2 separate regions of the Zea mays genome follow, and region 1 is linked to region 2. The links are chromatin contacts, called in public Hi-C maps. All regions are on one chromosome and are shown on one strand. Each heading gives the region's core, a stretch centred on a gene start, on an enhancer-like site or on the middle of the called end of the contact. The rest is flanking DNA. Distances are from core to core; before and after follow the strand shown.

Region 1 (4,491 bases), core at 284-2,783, 400 kb before region 2:
AGCTGCGTCGCTGAAACAGAAAAGCAGCGGCATCTCATCAGATCAGAGGTGAGAGAGACACATGCATGTGCGGTGGAATGCGCGCGCTGATTGTCCAAGCTGACTGGGCCGGGTATTCGGTATGTTGTGATACGGTGGCCACAGCTGCAACTACTGGCAAAATACTAGTAGTGTGCATGATTAACATCTCAATGCACGCTACGTATTCTCTCAGTCCATAATTTATAAGTTATTTTTTACAATCATTGTCAGAATTAATCAAATACGCTAGTGGATTTAGAAAACAAATTGGAAAAGGCAGGTGTTGGACTTGGACACCCCCCGGTTCAGGCTTCTACCAAGGATACGTACGACTGAGATTTCCATCCTTTGCCTATCGTCCTTTTCAGGACAAAAAAAAGTTTCTTTTTTTTACTTTGTTTAAACAGTTTGCCAGAAAAACACACACTAGCTGACTAGCAGCTGTGACACATGCATGTGCCTCGATCACGGCAAAACCTTTGTGTGTGCCAAGTAATTAAACTGACCGTATTCAGATGAACAAGAAGAGCAGCGGGGACTTCGATCTCGCTTACCAAGGTAGAATGTCTTGGCGTACTCCCTGCAGACCTCGCCGCAGCGGTGGAAGGCCGCCTTCAGCCCGCCGTCCAGGGGCACCGGCTCGATCCGCGCCGTCCTCGGCGCCGCGGCCGCGAGCGCCGCCTGCCTGAGCACCACCTCGTGCACCCTCTGCTCGGACGGCACGACGAACGCGTCCCCGGGCGACGGCGCCGCCACGCGGAGGCCCGGCAGCGCCGGCGCGCCGCCCCACGCCTCGGCCTCGAGGCAGCCAATGGTGTTGGAGCCCTCGGCGCGCACGGAGCACGGCGCCCCGCCGCCGCCGCCGAGCCGCCTCCCGTGCCTGCAGGCCAGGAACGTCGCCGTGCGGTTCGGCGCGTCCGCGGACCACTGCCGCCGCCGAGCCGCGCACGCCGGCGACTTCACCGCGCGGCTCGTAGACATCATGGCTGGCTGGCTGGCTGACACGCGGCGGTGGCGTACGTGTGCTCGGTCGCAATGGAGGGACGCAGACGGGGATGTGTGGAGCGGAAGGCCGGTGGCCAGGCCGAGCTATAGAGAAGGATCGAGAGAGCGGAGGCGGGCGGGCGGGCGCTGGAGGCTGGATGTGAGAAGTGAGAACTGAGGGCCGAGGCCAGCAGGCGGCGGGGCTCCCGTCAGTTTTGTCCGTTGCCTGCAGGACACTGTCCGAGTACTAGAAAAACAAAACTAGCCCTCCCCCCTGTGGCAGGCGACCGGCCACTGGTGTTCGGGTTCCAAACCGCGAGTCCCAAGTCCCAACCCAACCCAACCCACGCGGCGGCGCGGTGTTGCCAGAGCCCGACTCGCTCGTGGCGGCACCCGTGTCGGCCGCGCGTGGAAGGAGACGACGAGGGGAGGAGTGGAGGACACCCCCAGCCCACGAGCCTCTAGCTCTAGCTAGGCGAGGTCGAGGAGAGCACGGATGAGATGAGAACCACAGCTGCATGCACGCTCAAGCTCTAGCTACTCCTACTTGCGCGGTGTGGCCGGCCTTTTGTAATGCGCGGGATTGCGGAGCCGGGAGGAGGCCAGGTGGCGGGCGTTGGCAGGGGGTGCTCCTGTCCAGGAGGAGAGGCGCTCTGCGTGGTTCGTGAAAGGGGCAGGTGAGGCATTTCGCTCCGCGCTAGCAGCCATCACCATCAGCCATGGCAGCGGGCGAGGGTGGTGCTGCCTGCGCTCCGCAACCAGACAAAACGGCGCGCGTGGAGCGGTTCAGACGTTGTCCTGGTGGAGATGGCAAGTCCGTTTTCGTATGATGACTGTTGTGTGGTGCGATGTGCTGTGGTCGATACGGCACAGGTAGCTGTGCTTATCTGGCGAAACCATGCTACTCCATTAGTCCAGTGTCCAGAGGGCAAAGCATCACAAGATTATCCTGCTATGGACAGGGGTGGTAATAGGTTTTAAATTAAATTAGGATTTAACTCTATTCTATCTATTTTTTTAAATTAAGTTAATAAATAGACTAAATAAATTGTGAAGATATATTTGGATCGTAATCTATTATCATTACGGAGACATTTGGATTTCCTCTCCAAACTTGTATGTAGACTTTAACCTCCACCTCATGAAAAAGTTGCTTGACCCGTTGTAATCTCTCTGGTCAACGAGGTATTCGAGTGCCCGCCGACCACGAGGCGTCACCGAACCACGCCCGGGCGCGTCGCGCACCGTACGCGGAGCGCCGCCAAGGGCCAAGGGGCGGGTCCGCATCCGCCGCCCGCACGCACATGGCCATCAGGTCACGCAGAGACGAGACCGGTACCGGTACCCAAGCAGGCAGGTAGGCAGCGCGCCGGAAGGGACACGTGGTGGGGCGCGCGATCGTGGCAGGCCTCGCCCCCGGCCTGTCGGCATGTGGGAGCGACAGGAGGAGCACCCGGTGGGGCCTCCTGCCTGCACCCCGGCCGGTGTGGTGTGGAGAGAGGAGAGCCTGATCGCTCCTCCGTTCATTCTTGCTTGTTCCCAAATCCCAATCCCAGTTCCCACCTGGATATGGTGCCCGTCGTTGTTGCGTTGCGCTTGCGTCCCGCCGTACGTCCGCCCGCGGCCGCCACTCCAGTTGCGTCGCGCTGCAGGGTGCTAGTGCTGGTGCCTGGTGGTGTGCGTGCTGGCGTCGGGGCACCCAACCCACGACGCCGTCCACGTACCCAGTGGTGCCTTGCTCTGCGCGCACGGGCAGTGCCAATGCAGAAGCTGCGCCTGCCAGTGGCAGTGCGTGCGGGCGTGAGCGAGCGACAGAGGGGTGGTGTGGTTGGTGCGCCGCCGCGGGGCTGGCAGGACGCGCGTTTTGCCCACGTAACGGACGGCGGGACGGGACGGGACGGCGACCTGACCCGTGGTCGGGCGGGCGGTGGTCGCCGTCGGCTCGGCCTGGCGCCTCGGTCAGCGCTCGCTCGGTCGGCGTCGGCGGTGGGACTCATCACTCCACTGCAGAGCGACAGGATAACGCGAGTGCGACGGCAACTTTGCACGGCCGGCAGCAGGATACGTGCGTGCCTACTACTGCCTGTGCCTAGTGTGGTAGTGCAGTGCTGGTGTTCGGTCGTACGCGGGATCATGGACCACGCAAAGAAAGAAGGGCATTTCACCGGTTTCTTTTTATTTTATTTTTTTCCAAGGCGCCACTCCAGTGCGCGAGGTGACATACCTTCCTTCCTTGTTCCTTTTTTGCGCAATCGGTGCTACGTAGTAGTAGCTTTCTTCTGTGTCCATACGAGAGAGGTGCACGCGTCGAGGTGATACAGGTGATGGACGTCGTAGTGCGCCAGTCGAGCAATTCACTCACGTGACATTTGTGTCGTCACTAGCGATAGCGAGTGATGACCATACCCAAGCCGCCCCCAGGAACAACAACAAATTAAGAGGCTTTCCAATTCCAGTCCAGGTCCAGCAACATTCGAACCAAACCGCTGCAAGCGCAGGGAGGGAACGGAAGTTCCAGTCCGGGTGAGCAGGGACAGAGCAGTGTGGCGCTGCCGGATAGTACGTGAATTCAATTTTCTTTTAAGGCCACGCAGCACACAAGTGAAGTGAAGGTTGGCGCAAGAGACACATGAGTACATGACCGGATTGTCAGGGGAGATGAAAACAAAAGCCGCTGCATGCTCGCGCGGCTGGCCAAGTGCCAATTGCGGCGCGAGTCCGATCCGCAACCCCTTGTGCATCCGGCCGATATGCAACACCGCAACTAGCAGCTCCAGGAAGCGATACTAGCACGCAAGAGAGTCCTGGAACCACATGAGACGTGACTAGAGAGAGAGAGAGAGAGAGAGAGAGAGAGAGAGAGAGAGAGAGAGAGAGAGAGAGAGAGAGAGAGAGAGAGAGAGAGAGAGATCTTCTTTTCCCATGCAGCCGTGTCTCGGCTACTCGGTCGGCAAGATCCCTCGACCCTGCTTCGTTGCTTATTACTCGGAATTTGGAACAGCGAGGCAACGAACGGAATGGAATATGGTAGATGCTCATGCATTCCGTCCACATCAAGAAGGCGAGTACCACTTGAGCTCCTAACCTAAGGTGTCCACCCAGACCAATTCAATAAAACTCTATTCCCTTCGTTTCCAAATACGTGACGTTGTTTTTTTTTTGGTTTTTTGAGGAATCAACCATTTTTCGTTTCAAAACTATAGTGAAAACTATTTTATAATAGAGGGGAGTTCTATAATTCAAAATTTCATTTCACTCTTACCAAAAAGAAGGGGGTGTCGCTGTCTGCAGTGCACAGACGATTTGCGTCTAACTCACAACAACACCCAAACTTAACATACGTCCATCTGGTCCCGGGCATCCAAGCCGATTTTTTTTTTTGTATTTTGTCCTTTTCTTAGAAAAAAATTCAGGTTTGAACCATAAAAAATTTTAATGTCATTTTTAGACCCTTTGCTCGGCGCCATAGCCTATGGCGCCGAGGTA
Region 2 (4,488 bases), core at 1,439-3,938:
GGGATTAGATAAGGATAGTTAGAGATAAGATTAGAAGATTAGTTGAGATTATTTAGGAGATTAGTTGAGATTATCTAGGAAGGTTATCAGTTAGTAGTTTGTTGAGAGTTTTTAGGAGATAAGGATCTCTAGCTAGATAGGGGCAGCCAACCGGCCTATTTATGTAATCAATGGATGAGAAATAAAGCAAGCAAGAATTAGAAGGGAAACCCCCCCCTCTTGCTCGGCCGTGGGCAGAGACCCCCGGCCGGCGTCCTGTGAACAGTAACCACGAGTACCGTGGGCAGAGACCCCCAACCATCAAATTCCCTCTCCAATCCCTCACCGATCTAGCGACCATAACAGATTGTATCACATAAAAATAGTCTTAGTTGCTGACCCAAAGCTCAGAAAACCAACAGTAATTGTGCAAATGGCATACTTGTATAGGTATCCATCAAGTCCAAGATTATATCACATAAATATATAGAGCAGTCTCAAGTTGCTACCCGAAAGTTTGGAAAACCAGTAGTTATGCAAATTATCAAGCTAACATCAAGGACACTGTTTACCTTGTTCTAAAATGTTATTTTGGGCCTGTTGCAATTAAACTGCATTCTTTTTATCAACTATGATGTTCCTTGAACCAGATTTAGCTAGCTGGTCTAAAAGGACATGGATTAATTACTCTAACAGACTTCAGTTTTCCCCGATTTATACTTCAACTGTAGTTCATCTACGTGAAAAAAAATTCCCATCAACAACACATGGAGATGTCTAATGGGTTAGGTCAGATTGTGTAGCTTATAAAGGTTTGGCACAACCCCACAGCAAAGTAAATTCACTTTCCAAAACCACTATATGTGTCCACAACAAATCCCATTGTATGTTGACCAAGAAGAAAACTATATGACATCATTACTGCAACCCTCAAGCAAGTGGCAATTGCATGAGATTGCACTACAGTCCCGAGCAGAAAACTCATGCTTTTATGAACAATTGTGTAGGACTGTAGGTTAGTAGTAACTAAGAGCATCTCCAACAGTGTCTTAAATCAGTGCACTATCTTAAAATATAGGGCTCTACTCATAAAAGAAACAACTTCAACAGCGTTCTATTTTACAATTTTTTTATCAAAAAAATAAAAATAAAATAGGGCAGACAATGAAGTGACACAAATATACAACACTCGGATTAGTCCCTATCCTTATTTTCTACATCATCCTCAATATTTTCTTTCCTAATAATGTAATTTATTTCCTAAAATACATTATTTAAGGCTTAACTATTGGAGCACAATTTGTTTTTAGTGCCCTAAACACGTTAAATGATGTAGTATTTCAACTTTTGGAGCACTAATTTGAGGCATCTTGATAGAGATGCTAATCATCTGAGCCACTATAATAATGGCCCACATTACAGAACCACAAGTAATATATGGACTCACGAAGAATAATAATTGACAAACTTACTTGATTCAAAGCATTCTGTGGAGTCTCATACTCTGCTGCCACAAAAACAAACACCTATAAGCATGCAATAAAAGCAAAGTTAAGCAGTGATCTTTTAAAGTTTCGCTTGAGCAGCACTAATAGATCAGGTGCATTAGAGATTTAGTCGCACAGATGTATCATGATTCACCGAATTTTTCTGGCAAATTCCCATTATATTTCTCATAGACCATTGTGCAAACTGAGAACACTCTAACAGTTATCCAAAGCTCAGGTTCAAATTCGCATTCGCTCAAAGACACAAACATTAAGGAGAGAGTACTTCCTGTGCTCGAGGATTCCTTACTTTTCAGTGTTGACCTCGTACACAAAACTAAAACCATACTTTCTAGTGCAGTAAAACTTAGTGGAAACTGGGAATGGCGACCATGAAGGGAAGGGTCTGAAGTACCAGAAATACACATTTACCTGTTTTGTGTTCCACGTGAAAAGAGACGAAAGGTCGGCCGAAATGTTCAGCGTCATGCTAACCTGAAGAACGAAAGACAGAGCAATCAATCGTTACAAATTCGAGGAACATATCTGACACAAGTAGTCTGATGTTAGCTCTGAATAATTTGCACAAAAAAAAAACGGAGATGACTTACCTCGTCGTTGCCGTTGGCCTCCTTCTGGAACCAGTTTAGATTCAAGATCTGTGTAACCCAAACGACGGGGACCGTGTTAGCATGACACATGAAGATTGTACAAGCAGATCGAGCCGCCCACGCTCGAAGTCACGAACTAAGATAGATACGCCAGCGGAGATCGGACACAAGGCAGGCGGGCGGGCTCGACGGGATTTAGAGAGACGCGGTGGGGCAGGGAAGAGGGGTGTGGTACCTTAACGGAGGCAGTGGGTGTTGGGGTGTTGAAGTTGTCGGAGAAGGAGGCGGCGAAGCAAATCGCGGCCAGTATGGTGACCGCGAACGTTGCCACCGCGTTGGCGCGGTGCCCAAAGGAGTGCATCCTGTCGCGGCTCCTTTTACTCCCTCGCCGCACGCAGCAGAAGAGATCGCCGGGCCTCCCCTGCCGCTGCTGCTCCTTCCTCCTGTCGCGGCGGCGCCGGCGACTTCACTGCAGTTTCCTTCTCTGTCTTCCTTTTCTCGGGAAGTGCTTACGGAGCCCGTGCAGTGCCGATCCTCCTCGACGGGCTAGGGCCCGCACGTCGGTGAGAGCCCCGAGCATGACGTGGCACGCGCTGATTGGTCGACGCACGTCACGGAGAGGGGCTCATCCAGTCAAGAAGTCAGGGTGCACGTGGGCCAACAAATGGGCCTAGCTGGCCCATTCATAGAAGTCGACCCACTCCCACTTGGTAATGGGAGGCGCGGCCTGGCCCGGCGTTGAAAGAGAGTGAACGCGACGCAGCCGAGGCGGGAAACCCTAACCTAATCCGCGGGGTGGCGGCGGCTTAGCGCTCGTTTAACTTTTCCATGAGCCCATGACGTTGACAGCTGACGCAGGACGGGTGGACGGCCCCGTTTGGGCATGTCGCGCTCACAATCGGCGGTCCGGCGTTAACCACCGCCACCGTTGTTGCTTCCACACCACAACCACACGCACTGGAACACCCAGCGCATCGGCCGGCAGGCGGCGCCCGCGTCTTGGCTGTCACCACACGCGCCCGCCGACGCCGACCAGGTCCCGCATACCCGCAGCTGCGTAGCCATTCCCACAAACCAACCATACACGCTAATCAAAAAGATTAGTGGAGCACTGCCTGAGCCTTGATTTCTCGTTCTTTAGTACTACCTGCTCCACGAGACCAGACCACGCCAGCGGAAAGATAAAGGATTAGTAGACCAGAAGCTTAAGCTTGCTGCCTTGCTGTTCATTTCCCTTGCCTGAGCCGTTAAGCGTACTGTACTGGCAGTTTGTTCGTTTACTCCGTTCCACGCATCCCAACAATTCGTCAATCCCCAGCCGCACGCACGAGAAAGAGGCAGATTCGCTGCTCCGACCGCGTCTTCGTTGCCTTGTTGGTTTCCGTTCTGTGACTCTGTCCTTCGCTTGCTTTTGACTTGGGGTAGTTGGCTTTTCTCTCCCCCCTCGCCTTCCTCCAGGCTTTGGGGATTTGGTTGCTTCCTGTCGGGGTTTGAGAGGAGCGGCGCTCTTGAATTGTTGCTTTCAATTGGTCCGTTTGGCAGGGTTTGGCAATAGAAAGGTAAGATTTCTGTGGAATTCCACCTTGCTTCCGTCTAATTTGGCAGTTTTTTTTGAGGATCCGAGACCGCGTTTGTTGATTGCGAGAAGAGCCTTTTGGTTGTAGATTTGTTGCCGGAGATGGGCAAGCCGTCGCTGAAGAAGAAGAGGGCCTCCGGCGGCGGCAAGTCCGGCGACCACGGGGGCAAGCCGGCGTCACTGGAGCGGTCTGGTTCCAAGGTCCTCGACGGCGATGAGACCCTCTTCACGGACATGGCGCAGGAGCACAAGGAAGAGGGCAATAAGCTCTTCCAGCGCCGGGACTACGACCGCGCGCTGCTCAACTACGACAAGGCCATAAAGCTTCTGCCCCGGGCGCACCCCGACGTCGCCTACCTCCACAGCAACATCGCCGCCTGCTACATGCAGATGAGCCCGCCCGACTACTACCGAGCCATCAACGAGTGCAACATCGCGCTCGAAGCGTCGCCCAAGTACACCAAGGCGCTGCTCAAGCGGGCGCGCTGCTTCGAGGCTCTGGGCAGGCTCGACCTCGCGTGCAGGGACGTCAACAAGGTGCTCGCTCTGGAGCCCAACAACCTTACTGCGCTGGATGTATCCGACAGGATCAAGAAGACTATGGAGGAGAAGGGAATCGTTCTGGACGACAAGGAGATCATGCCCACGCCGGAGGAGGTGGTGGCCGCTGCACCCAAGCAGAAACCGCGCAAGAAGAGGGGAGGACGGAAGTTCGCTGCCAAGGCTGCGGCTGCTGCTGTGGAGGAGGTCGATGAACAGAAGATTGCGGAAGCTATCAAGGAGGAGGTGGAGGAGCAGCCAAGGCAGGTGAAACTCGTGTTTGGGGAGGACATAA

What was found. A called contact is a pair of places that touch in the nucleus more often than the background predicts.
Region 1: a contact with region 2 is called in a Hi-C map of leaf, with 9 times the contacts expected there. The contact joins the promoter of LOC109940986 here to the promoter of LOC100283950 in region 2. A contact is called at or near these places in 3 of 25 Hi-C or Micro-C datasets (ear, leaf and tassel) and 1 of 3 datasets of contacts at active chromatin or transcription factors (leaf).

Annotation. Positions count from the first base shown.
Region 1 is chr7:152,666,362-152,670,852 of Zm-B73-REFERENCE-NAM-5.0, reverse strand. LOC109940986 (phytoene synthase 3, chloroplastic-like) reads right to left here and starts at 1,533. Exons shown (of 6, transcript NM_001405313.1): 1 at 576-1,533; 2 at 1-10. The coding sequence starts at 1,005.
Region 2 is chr7:152,270,266-152,274,753 of Zm-B73-REFERENCE-NAM-5.0, reverse strand. LOC100283950 reads right to left here and starts at 2,688. Exons shown (of 6, transcript NM_001156848.2): 1 at 2,313-2,688; 2 at 2,078-2,125; 3 at 1,899-1,961; 4 at 1,452-1,505. The coding sequence starts at 2,438. LOC103633129 (Octicosapeptide/Phox/Bem1p (PB1) domain-containing protein / tetratricopeptide repeat (TPR)-containing protein) reads left to right here and starts at 2,930. Exons shown (of 4, transcript XM_020540974.1): 1 at 2,930-3,636; 2 at 3,742-4,488. The coding sequence starts at 3,756.